Regions from separate parts of the Danio rerio genome. Here region 2 is linked to region 1. A link is a contact called in public Hi-C data. All regions are on one chromosome and are shown on one strand. Each heading gives the region's core, a stretch centred on a gene start, on an enhancer-like site or on the middle of the called end of the contact. The rest is flanking DNA. Distances are from core to core; before and after follow the strand shown.

Evidence for each region. Hi-C and Micro-C count contacts between places; a contact is called where the count stands out from the background.
Region 2: a contact with region 1 is called in a Hi-C map of an unstated tissue, with 3 times the contacts expected there. The contact joins the promoter of mrps9 here to the enhancer-like site in region 1. A contact is called at or near these places in 2 of 18 Hi-C or Micro-C datasets (caudal fin and an unstated tissue).

Annotation. Positions count from the first base shown.
Region 1 is chr6:15,561,896-15,567,585 of GRCz12tu, forward strand. No RefSeq gene overlaps it. Among named protein-coding and RNA genes, the nearest start is that of tmem182b, 290 kb to the left of the region's middle. Within about 2 kb of position 2,651, at least 24 of the 62 cell types and tissues checked have an H3K27ac peak or open chromatin away from gene starts, as enhancers often do.
Region 2 is chr6:15,950,733-15,956,422 of GRCz12tu, forward strand. mrps9 (mitochondrial ribosomal protein S9) reads left to right here and starts at 2,345. Exons shown (of 11, transcript NM_001045396.1): 1 at 2,345-2,500. The coding sequence starts at 2,402. LOC141386208 (a long non-coding RNA gene) reads right to left here and starts at 2,324. Exons shown (of 3, transcript XR_012407720.1): 1 at 2,261-2,324.

The DNA of each region.
Region 1 (5,690 bases), core at 1,401-3,900:
TGGTAAAACACGGCAGTATAATTATGTAAAAATGTGCATTTAAAGAGTATCAGCAAAAATTAATCTTTTCTCCTTAAAAACAATAAATACAACAGCATTTTACTGCAAGGTCTCTTTAAATGTAGAGTTAGATATAATACAAATATTCATTATACATAACACATAAAGCATTTAGTTCAAGTAAAAAATATAATATTTTACAGTGTTTTACAATTAAACTAATTTCTTAGTGTGCATATTGGCCGATCACCCTAAAACCCTTTTTGAATGAAAGAAGCAATGATTCCAAATATAAAAAAGCTGAACATATATTTTATTTCTTAATTGAAATATGGAATTTAATTGACAGTTCATCGAGCAGTTTTTGAAATTTTAGGATTTCTTCATTCAAGCAGATAAACACAATGAATATGGCTGTCAATTGAACAAACTTTACTTGAAACATTAAGATCAAAAATGGAAGATTAAATGCAGTTTAGGGAAATATGACAGGGGCCACTATAGTCACTACATTTTCTTTTTAATCTGATCTATGTACAAATTTATTTCGGGGTAAATATTTGATTAAAAAGATAGACACAATAACAATTCATTTATTCATTTTCCTTCAACTTTCCTATATTCATCAGTGGTTGACACTGCGGAATGAACCACCAACTATTCCAGCATATTTTTACACACCGGATGCCCTTCCAACTGCAAGTCAGTACTGGGAACACCCATGGACTCTCACACAGCGCATGTTTTTGGACTGTGGGGGAAACCCACGCGAACACGGGAAGAATATGCAAACACTAAAAAAGCCAACTGGCTCAGCCAGGACTCGAACCAGCGACCTTCTTGCTGTGAAGCAACAGTTCTAACCAATGAGCCACCATGCAGCCACTAAGAATTATAATAATAATGATGATGATGATGATGATGATAAAATGGAAAAACTAATAATTCAAAAGGAGTGATAATATATATATATATATATATATATATATATATATATATATATATATATATATATATATATATTTATATATATATATATATATATATATATATATATATATATATATATATATATATATATATATATGCAGACCCATAGCCAGCCTGGTGAAAGGGGTGTTTTTTTTTTTGTTTTTTTTTTCAAAACGTGGACCTTTTTGCAGTCAAACGCCTCAGTTTCTATTTAATTATGAGATTTAAATACTGCATTTTAGTGACTTTTTTTGTTGTTTTTTTAGCTAATTGGATGTCATCATAACCACACTTTTTGATGTGCAAAAAAATTTCCTAAAAAATTGCAATAAAAAAAAAAATTAAATACAAATTTATTACAACATATATTATTTGGAAAAAAATAGCAATCTGTTAAAGTTCTAAAGTAAAAAACTGTAGTCTACTGTCATTTATTGTCACAATTTGGCCATTTCAATAAAAAATAATTATTAAAACATAATACTTATAATAATAAACAATAATTAATTATTCAGAATTTGTCTAGCATCTTTGGTGAAAAAATACATTTAAAAAATTCCTGGAATTCAACAATATCCAAAATATATTCAAATTAATTTAATATGGTCTGCTTTTGGTGCTTCACACCTTTTTATTGCTCATTTTTATTTCAGTAATAAGCTCCAAGATTTTGAATAAAGTTACCTGTAAAATATTTTCTCTGTTTAAAAACAAACAGTAGTAAAAGAAGACTTCTCTTACATCGATTAAAGTCCCACCAAAGCAACAGCCAACAAATGATTCCATTGGGTCTTAAAGCCTTTTTGATGGATTACTTTGTCAAAATAAGACAAATGAGCTGATGTATGGGACAAATTCTGGACTTTTGTCAGTGAGGGGTGGGACTTCCGAACCACCCGAACTCCCCCTGGCAACAGGCCTAATATATATATATATATATATATATATATATATATATATATATATATATATATATATATATATATATATATATATACACACACACACACACACACACACACACACACACACACACACATATATATATATATATATATATATATATATATATATATATATATATATATATATATATATATATATCAACTACTGTGGAAATCTTCCTGGTTTTATCAAGTATTAAAAAAAGAATAAAAAATGTACAGGAGGGCTAATAATTTTGACGTCAATTGTGTATCTTGTCATAGCACATACTTACTGAATACTTACTTCAAAAACACAAACCCTTAGACTACAATTGAAACCTCGCAATTTTTCCCGTTTAAGAAATCACTTCACCTCAGAGAAACTGGCCTGTTGCCCTATACACCCTATGTTTGTGTATGTATGTGTGTGTGTTAGATGTTTCTCCGTGTTGGATGTTGCTCCCTCCTCCTCTCATACGTCCTGAATAAAAGGCAGCGTTTGCTAAGTGCAGACGGATCTATTTCACCGTGGAACTTCGCACACAAAGCCTGGGAGTGCAGCTCTCATGCCACTGCCGGGTATCTCTTACGCCCTCTCACATTTACCTTTCTCTCTCTCCGCGCTGACCGAAAGCTGACACTGCGGATGGACCGACAGATAGGCTCGACTCAAAAACGCGCCGCCCAAAGTAAAGACTATCGGCCTCCCTCCTGTTTTACACTCGCTCTGTTTCTATCACGCTTTCCCTTCGTCCGGTGCTCGGATGTGGCAAACGCTCTAGAAAGTTCCCTAAACAGAGTCCTCACACTTTCTTAGTCACACTAGAGCGAGTGTGTGGGACATCAAGATTGATGTTAATCGTTTCCCTTTTCTCTCGGGCACACGTGAGTGGACAGTGTGTTTTACCGAGACGTGGATGTGTAGTATGGCGTTCAGATGAGTGAGTTGGCTGGAAACTGGCAGAGCTGTGACCAGGAACTCCATTAAAATCGACACAGCACACTTTGATTACCATGACTGGTCAGCCAAGTTTAAGCACCCCTACACACACACACACACACTCTCTGTTTCTTCAACATTTTGTCCCACTTTCACGCACAGACACCCACACGCATGCATGCACATAGCCACATCTCCTCTCTCTGTTAAACAGCCTGTGAAAGTAGTGGATATAATGGTCCTTTTGGCCTCATTTCCTCAAACACTAAGAAAAAAGCCTATATGAATGTGGTTAAAACATGCAGAACTCTGAGCAATAAATAGATGTTTGGTCTACTGGCGGGGGGATTTTGTGAAGATTAGATAATATTAATAAAAAATAATGACAGTAAGGAACTCGCTTAAAACTTTTTTCACACAGTTATTAGTTTTGTAAACATATAAGCAGAAATGTTATAAAACTATTTACATGTTGAAAAGGGGAATGACTTTCACAAACAATTTCAAAGAAATAAATTTAACACATCAAATAAATTAGATTTTTTTAAACAATTATAACTAATATCTAGTATTATTTAAAAAAAAATATTGCTTATTAAACTACACTTTTAGAAATTTTACACCACAATTGTAATTGTTAATTTATAGTGCGCTTGTAAATTTGACAGTTTTACTGACAATTTTTACAGTATTACTGGCAAAATTTACAAGCCCACCGTAAATTAACAATTTCAGCTGTGCAATGGAAATTGTTTATTTAAAGTACACATGTAAATTTTATAGTATCACTAGCAATTTTGGTTGTACTACCGTATTAATAATACCGTTTTACCATATTGTACCGTATTGTAATACCGTTTTACAGCATAATTGTAATTATTAATTTACAGTGTGCTTGTAAATTTTACAGTATTACTGGCAACGGTTATGAGCCTACTGTAAATTAACAATCACAACTGTGCAATGGTAAAAGGTAATTTACAGTACACATGTAAATTTTACCGTATTACTGGCAAAATTGTCAGTAAAACTGTTAAATTTACAAGTGCACTATCAATTAACAATTACAAGTGTGCTGTAATTTTATAGCACAATTGTAATTATTCATTTACAGTGCACTAGAAATTTTACAATATTACCGGAAATATTTACAGTATTACTGGAAAAAAATTACAAGCCCACTGTAAATTAACAATCACAACTGTGCAATAGTAATTGTTTATTTAGAGTACACATACAAATTTTTCAGTATTACTGGCAACCATAATTGCCAGTAATACTGTACATTTTATAGCAATTCTTTATAGTGTAATGTTTCATTTATTGTTTTGTTCAAATTACCATTGTTTGCATAACAGCAAAATGTGCCCAACACTGATTAAATACGCAGCTTTCTATACATTTAATTTCAATTAGCATATTTTCATTTTTAAAGAAATATTGCTTGTAAAACAACACTTTGGTACACTGTGCTATAAAATGTACAGTATTACTGGCAATTTTGGTTGTCAGTAATACTGTTAAATTTACATGTGCACTATAAATTAACAATTTTTATTGTTAATTTACAGTGCGCTTGTAAATTTTACAGTATTCGTGGCAGTTTTTACATTACTACTGGCAAACTTTACAAGCCCACTGTAAATTAACAATTACCACTGTGCTGTAGTTTTATAGCACAATGGTATTTGTCAGTCTACAGTACTCTAGTAAATTTTACAGTATTATTGGTAACATCAATATATATATATATATATATATATATATATATATATATATATATATATATATATATATATATATATATATATATATATATATATATATATATTGATGTTACCAGTAATACTGGTAAAAACTTTTTATTATTATTTTATTGCCATTACATTGCAACTGTTTGCATAACAGTAAAGTATGCACAACATTGAATATATAAATATGCACCTTTCTTTACTTTTATTGTACATATTTTCATTTTCGTCTTTTTATAAAATTATCCATCTGAAATGACGAAGGTGATGAAAACATACAATAAAATAAAATAGTAACACTTACAAAAATATTTCATTTGATAACAATAGTTAAATAAATTAGCTATGTCTAAAACGTTTTTAATCATGTTAGTTCAAACAGTGACTATACATTTATTTATTTATTTATTTTTATTAATTAGTACATATTATGTGATGGAAATGTGTTGACTTGAACTGACAATGAAATGTTGTATGTGTATTAATTAACATTTAATAGCACTAATAAAAACAGTAGCAAATGCATAGTTATTACCTAAAATTATTTCAATAACAACTATTTATTTAAACTTTTGAACTTTTACCAAACAAAACATTCACACATTCATTCATTTTCCTTCACCTGATTTAATAACACCGTAATGAACCATAAAACAAAACAAAACAAAACAAAACAAAACAAAACAAAACAAAACAAAACAAAACAAAACAAAACAAAAGTCAGCAATCAAATCACTCAGGTCCAATGTGTTCCAACCACGGAACACAATGCTATCTCAAGAGACCAGAGAAAATGAAGAACCTATGCCTTTATGCTAAAGTGCCCTACCTTACTAACTTACAAAATGAGACCCAAACTTCAATTTCAATCTGTCAGAGATATAGATAATTTGATAAAAATCTAATTATCAGCCCTAAAAATGTCCAATAAAACACTCAAACGGACACGCAATCCTGGTCTCTCGCACACACACAAAATTCATAAATAGCCTTTAAAACTAATTAATAACCCAAACTTTACTAATTGCTCTAAATATTCTTGTTTAATGCCATACTAGATGCACTGATGGGGTACAGATGGCTAGCAGAAGGTTGTAAAGT
Region 2 (5,690 bases), core at 1,095-3,594, 390 kb after region 1:
TTAAGTGCTAGAGTAAGGGAGAGATTTGTTTTTGTTTGTTTTTTTTGGAGAGAAGTGCGAAGAGTGTTGCTACAGGTGGTTTGTCAAGCCCACTCACCTGTGTAAACTGGATGTTTTATTTAAGTGTGTTGATGTACTTCCAGCTGAAATGGAATATTGAGTAGGGGGGAAGGGCATTCGTTCCCGTTAAGCCAACTAATACTAAAAGGGGCATAGTTAAGAATATTGAATCCATTGAACTGTCAACAGAGAGAAGCCCTACCAAACTTGGAAGCAAGAGGTTAGACTTTAATCGACTTTGACTACCGAAAACAAACTTTTTTTTTTCAATGCACTTGAAGATATTAATTTATCACCTAAATAATAACAATATATTTTGGACTAGCAAAATAAACATTGAAATTTTTTTAAATCATTTAGACTGTATATATATATATATATATATATATAGAACTGTTTTAATCATGATGCCTTCATACCGAAGATGAGAATTATGTTTTTATTATATTAATATTAACATTAAATATATTAGGTTTTCAGGGCAACACCGTGGCTCAGTGGTTAGCATTGTCACCTCACAGCAAGAAGGTATGGGCCAATTGGCATTTCTGTGTGGAGTTGGCCCCGTGTTTGCATAGGTTTCCTCCAAGTGCTCCGTTTTCCCCGACAATCCAAAGACATGCGCTATAGGAGAACTGAAAGATCTAAATTTGCCATTGTGGGTTGCAGCTGGAAGGCCATCCGCTGTGTAAAACATACTGTATGTATATACAGTATATATCATGTATGTATGTAGATAAGTTGGCGGTTCTTTCCGCTGTGGTAATCTCTGATTAATATAGGGACTGAGCTAAAGGAAATATTAAGTTTTCTTGTCATTTAAATTCAGAGATTAAATAAAATAATTAAATAAAATGGCAACAATGCACTGACAAGATCTGGTTTTCTTTGAAATCCATACATCCTGCTAAGTTTATACTGTTGTGAGATCCTTAAGCCAGGCAGCTCAAAGGGGTTATTTGTTACCATTACAAAGTTGTCTTGTTTAGCTCCCAATTTCTTTCAAAATCAGCGATCTGCCTGTTAGATATACGATATGTGGGTCTCGGGTTGGACAAGAAGCACTGCATTAAATTCCATTTCCCCTCGCCTTGTCTTTAAAATATGATAGTTTATTTTTACCCCAGTATTTTTAATGGAATTTATGCTCTAGCCGGTTGCTGCTGACGGCGCTAGTGGTTACAACGGTCTTTCATCTCGTTTGTACGCTTGAACAACTAAATGAGTACTTAATTCTATTTAACTGAATGTTTTATAATTACATTACAACATCAATGCTGTAAAAACAACCTTGTGAAATTAAAAAAGTCACAATAAGCTTTTCACCGTTTATCGTAGGCTATAAAACTCTAGCTGTGCAAAGAGCCAATTGCTATTAGTTTTTCAAAGTAACAAACGGTACAATTTCTAACGTATGACTGCTTTTAAAACCCTCACACAGTCACAGTCCTCAAAAAACACAGCAAAATGATCAATTATAATCCAGACTCAACATTGCATATGCTTGTGATTGCAAATGATCACATTGCATTGTAGATGTTGAAATGATATATTGTGCAGCCCTAGCATATTGAATAAAATACTGTTGCAACATTACAGAATACTTCAAAATCTTTTTTGTCAATTAAATTAGTCCCTGATTGGACAAAATATATTTAAAACACAAATTTTACTTTTATTTAAGGTATAAGGTAGCCTAATATCAGTATCCTGAAGGGTTTCACTGAAGAAAAACAATAGTAACAGCTGTAAATTTTCACCCTTGAGAACACAACTGCCCTGAATACAGTTCAATGAATAAATCCCAATATATAATATATTCACAGAATGAGTGTGTATGGGTGTTTCCCAGTGATGGGTTGTGGCTCGAAGGGCATCCGCTGTGGAAAACATATGTTACATAAGTTGGTGGTTCATTCCTCTGTGTTGACCTTTGCTTAATAAACAGACTGAGCTGAAAAGAAAATTAATTAATTAATGATAATGAGAGTGTATGAGTGTTTCCCAGTGATGGGTTGTGGCTGGAAGGGCATCCGCTGTGGAAAACATTTGCTGGATAAGTTGGCGGTTCATTTCGCTGTGGCAACCCCAGATTAATAAAGAGACTAAGCTGAAAAGAAAATAAAGAAATGAATATTCACACAGAAATATGTTATGTTATGTTATGTTATGTTATGTTATGTTATGTTATGTAACTTACGTGCACTTGTGGAGACGTATATGATACTCACAAAGAACTCTGTACTACCAATGATTTTTTGACAATGATGAACGACGTCCCTTGATTCCAGGATGTGACGTTTTCACTACTTCCTGCCTAAGCACAAGTCGCCGAGCAAACATGGCAGCCTCCGGTAGCCGATGTGTGAGGTTGATTTTATGGAAGTATGGGAGCTGCGGGAAGAATTTCTGTTTGTCACGATCAAGGACAGCTTCACAGGTGAAATGCGTTCTTTTTGTTCCTTTGTTTAAGAGCAGTTTAAGTACCAGTTAATCTCGTCATTGAAAGTGATGCTGCAGAGAGTGTTGTGTCCTTGTGGTTGAATTGTGACAGTAGAATGCTTATGTACTCGGTACAAACGGGTAAATTGACAAGATGGAGAGAAATGTCATTCATTTACAGTACACGCTTGTTGTAGTAATAAACAAAACTATTTATAATTTATGCGTTTGTTGGTTTAGTACAGTATGCTATGCAGTATTCTCCAAGCTAGCCAATATATCATCAATATTAAGGTAAAGTTGGTTTTTTGATATTCGCACATCCAGAATTTTCTTAATATTATATTTTCACAAAGGTTTTATTTGCAAATTCAAAATAGTTAAGTCCTATTTGCAGCCAAAGACGATCAAAGTAACGTTATAACAATGTTCAGTGAATTAAATAGTGCTAATGTTATTTTGAAGTCATACTTGCATGCTGTTTCTGACTGACCGAATACTCAATGTAACATGGTAAACAATATAGGGAGTGGAATTAAGATATGCAAGGACCAAAAAGAAAGAATAACACTAAATTATACCCCATTAGTTAACTAAGTGCAAAAGAAATTCAACATTTGGCTAATGAGAGATCTATCTCTGAATAAAAGAGTTTTGTTATCAAAATCTGAAAAAAACACTTTGTAATCCATTTAATCAAGTTGGGCTGAACGTACTTGACTTTGAAATATCTAACACTATTTTTAAAATCAAGAGGATACAAAATTATTTTCGCTCAAAAAATAAACTATGGTATTACATTCCTAATATTATTTTTGAAAAAGTATGGTGGCATTGATTTTTTTCTTAATTACAACTTTAATATTAGTAAGCTTCCCATAAAACTTTCTAATTTTCACAGACAGGCATTGTTATCATAGATGATTATATACAAAACAATTTTTCCCCTCACAAATGCTTAATTTGGAATAATACATATATTACCAAATTAAATCTCTTGGTTTAGAAATAATATTTCACTGGTTTCACAACTTTTAAATAGTAATAAGGGTCATGTGCTTACCTATTTAGAATTTCTAAAAAAAAAAAGTGTTTCCTTTATATGCCTGTCAAAGAGTATATGATGGTAATTAATGGTATTCCCTCAGAGCTTAAGAAATTATTAGAAAATGATATATTGTAGTTCAAAATACAAATGTAAATTTTAGTCTTAAATTGCAAAGTATACATATAAAAGAAAAAAAATGTAATAATAATTGTCTTAGATTGATTTGCTGGATTGTCTGTGTTCCTTCAGCTATTGGTTATTGGAGATCACAATTTCAAGATGTCAACTGGAACGAGACTTTTAAGATTTCTAGACGTTTTTGTATAACAAATAAATGAGAGAGGTATCATTTAAAATCGTTCATCGTCTGTATCCTGTAAAACAGGTAATTGCAAAATTTTGTAAAGATGTTGATTTAAAATTTGCTTTCTGTAACGATTTAAAGAAGAGAGTATTGTTTATTTATTTGATAATTGTATTTATACACAATTGTTTTTGTGTGATCTTTTCTTTTTTGTTAAACATAGTTTGAATATTGCTTTGGAATTCAAAGAAAAAGATGTTTTAGTTTTTTATGGGAATACAGTCAAATTATCGACAAAATTTGGTATATTGGTAATTTTCTCATTATGTATGGAAATTTCTTTTCATAAATGTAAATAGGTAGTGAAAAAAAACAAAGTTTACTCACTTTAAAATAGAAACAGGTTTACCTTTATGTACGACAGGGGTGTCCAAACTTTTTGGGCCGAGGGCCAGATGCAAAAAAAAAAACGTTGTCGCGGGCCAAATTTTACATACATCACACAGACACGCATATATAAATGTGTGTGTGTGTGTGTGTATGTATATATGTATATATATATATATATATATATATATATATATATATATATATATATATATATATATATATATATATATATATATATATATACATATATATATATATATATATATATATATATATACACATATATATATATATATATATATATATATATATATATATATATATATATATATATATATATATATATACAGTTGAAGTCAGAATTGTTAGCCCCCCTAAATTATTAGCCCCCTGTTTATTTTTTCCCCAATTTCTGTTTAACGGACAGAACTAATTTTTTTCCACACATTTCTAAACATAATAGTTTTAGTAACTCATTTCTAGATACTGATTTATTTTATCTTTGCCATAATGACAGTAAATAATATTTGACTAGATATTTTTCAAGACACTTCTATACAGCTTAAAGTGACTTTTAAACACTTAACAGGGTTAGTTAAGTTAACTAGTCAAATTAAGGTAATTAGGCAAGTTAATTAGGCAACAATGGTTTGTTCGAGTAACGAACCTTTCTCTGATACAATTGAGTAAAACGGATCACTGGTTCAGAAATGTTCATTTCACCATCAGTAAGTTTTACTTGGTATATTTATGTGTTGAAAATATCTTTAACTTAACATAAAATAACATATTAATCCAGACACATTATCTTGTGATCCAACATTATACACTGTAAAAAAATCTTTAATTTTATGGTTTACTTCCGACAGCTGGGGTGCCGGTTAAATTACAGAAATGTACTGTAAAATAACAGGTTGATTTACAGAAATTTATATTTAAGAAAATTTCTGTAATTTAATGTACGTTATTTTACGGTAAATTTCTGTAAGTTTCAAGACTCAAGACTTAAGGGGCTAATAATTTTGGCATTAAAATGATTCATAAAAAATTAAAAACTGCTTTTATTCTAGCCGAAATAAAACAAACAAGTCTTCCTCCAGAAGAAAAAATATTATCAGACATACTGTGAAAATTTCCTTGCTCTTTTAAACATCATTTTGGGAAATATTTAAAAAAGAAGAAATAAATCATAAATTTAATAGATAGATAGATAGATAGATAGATAGATAGATAGATAGATAGATAGATAGATAGATAGATAGATAGATAGATAGATAGATAGATAGATAGATAGATAGATAGATAGATAGATAGATAGATAGATAGATAGATAGATAGATAGATAGATAGATAGATAGATAGATAGATAGATCATAACAAGAACTGCTGCTTAATTGAATGCGTGTAATAGCGACACCCGGTGGTTATTTATTGAATTACGTTCAT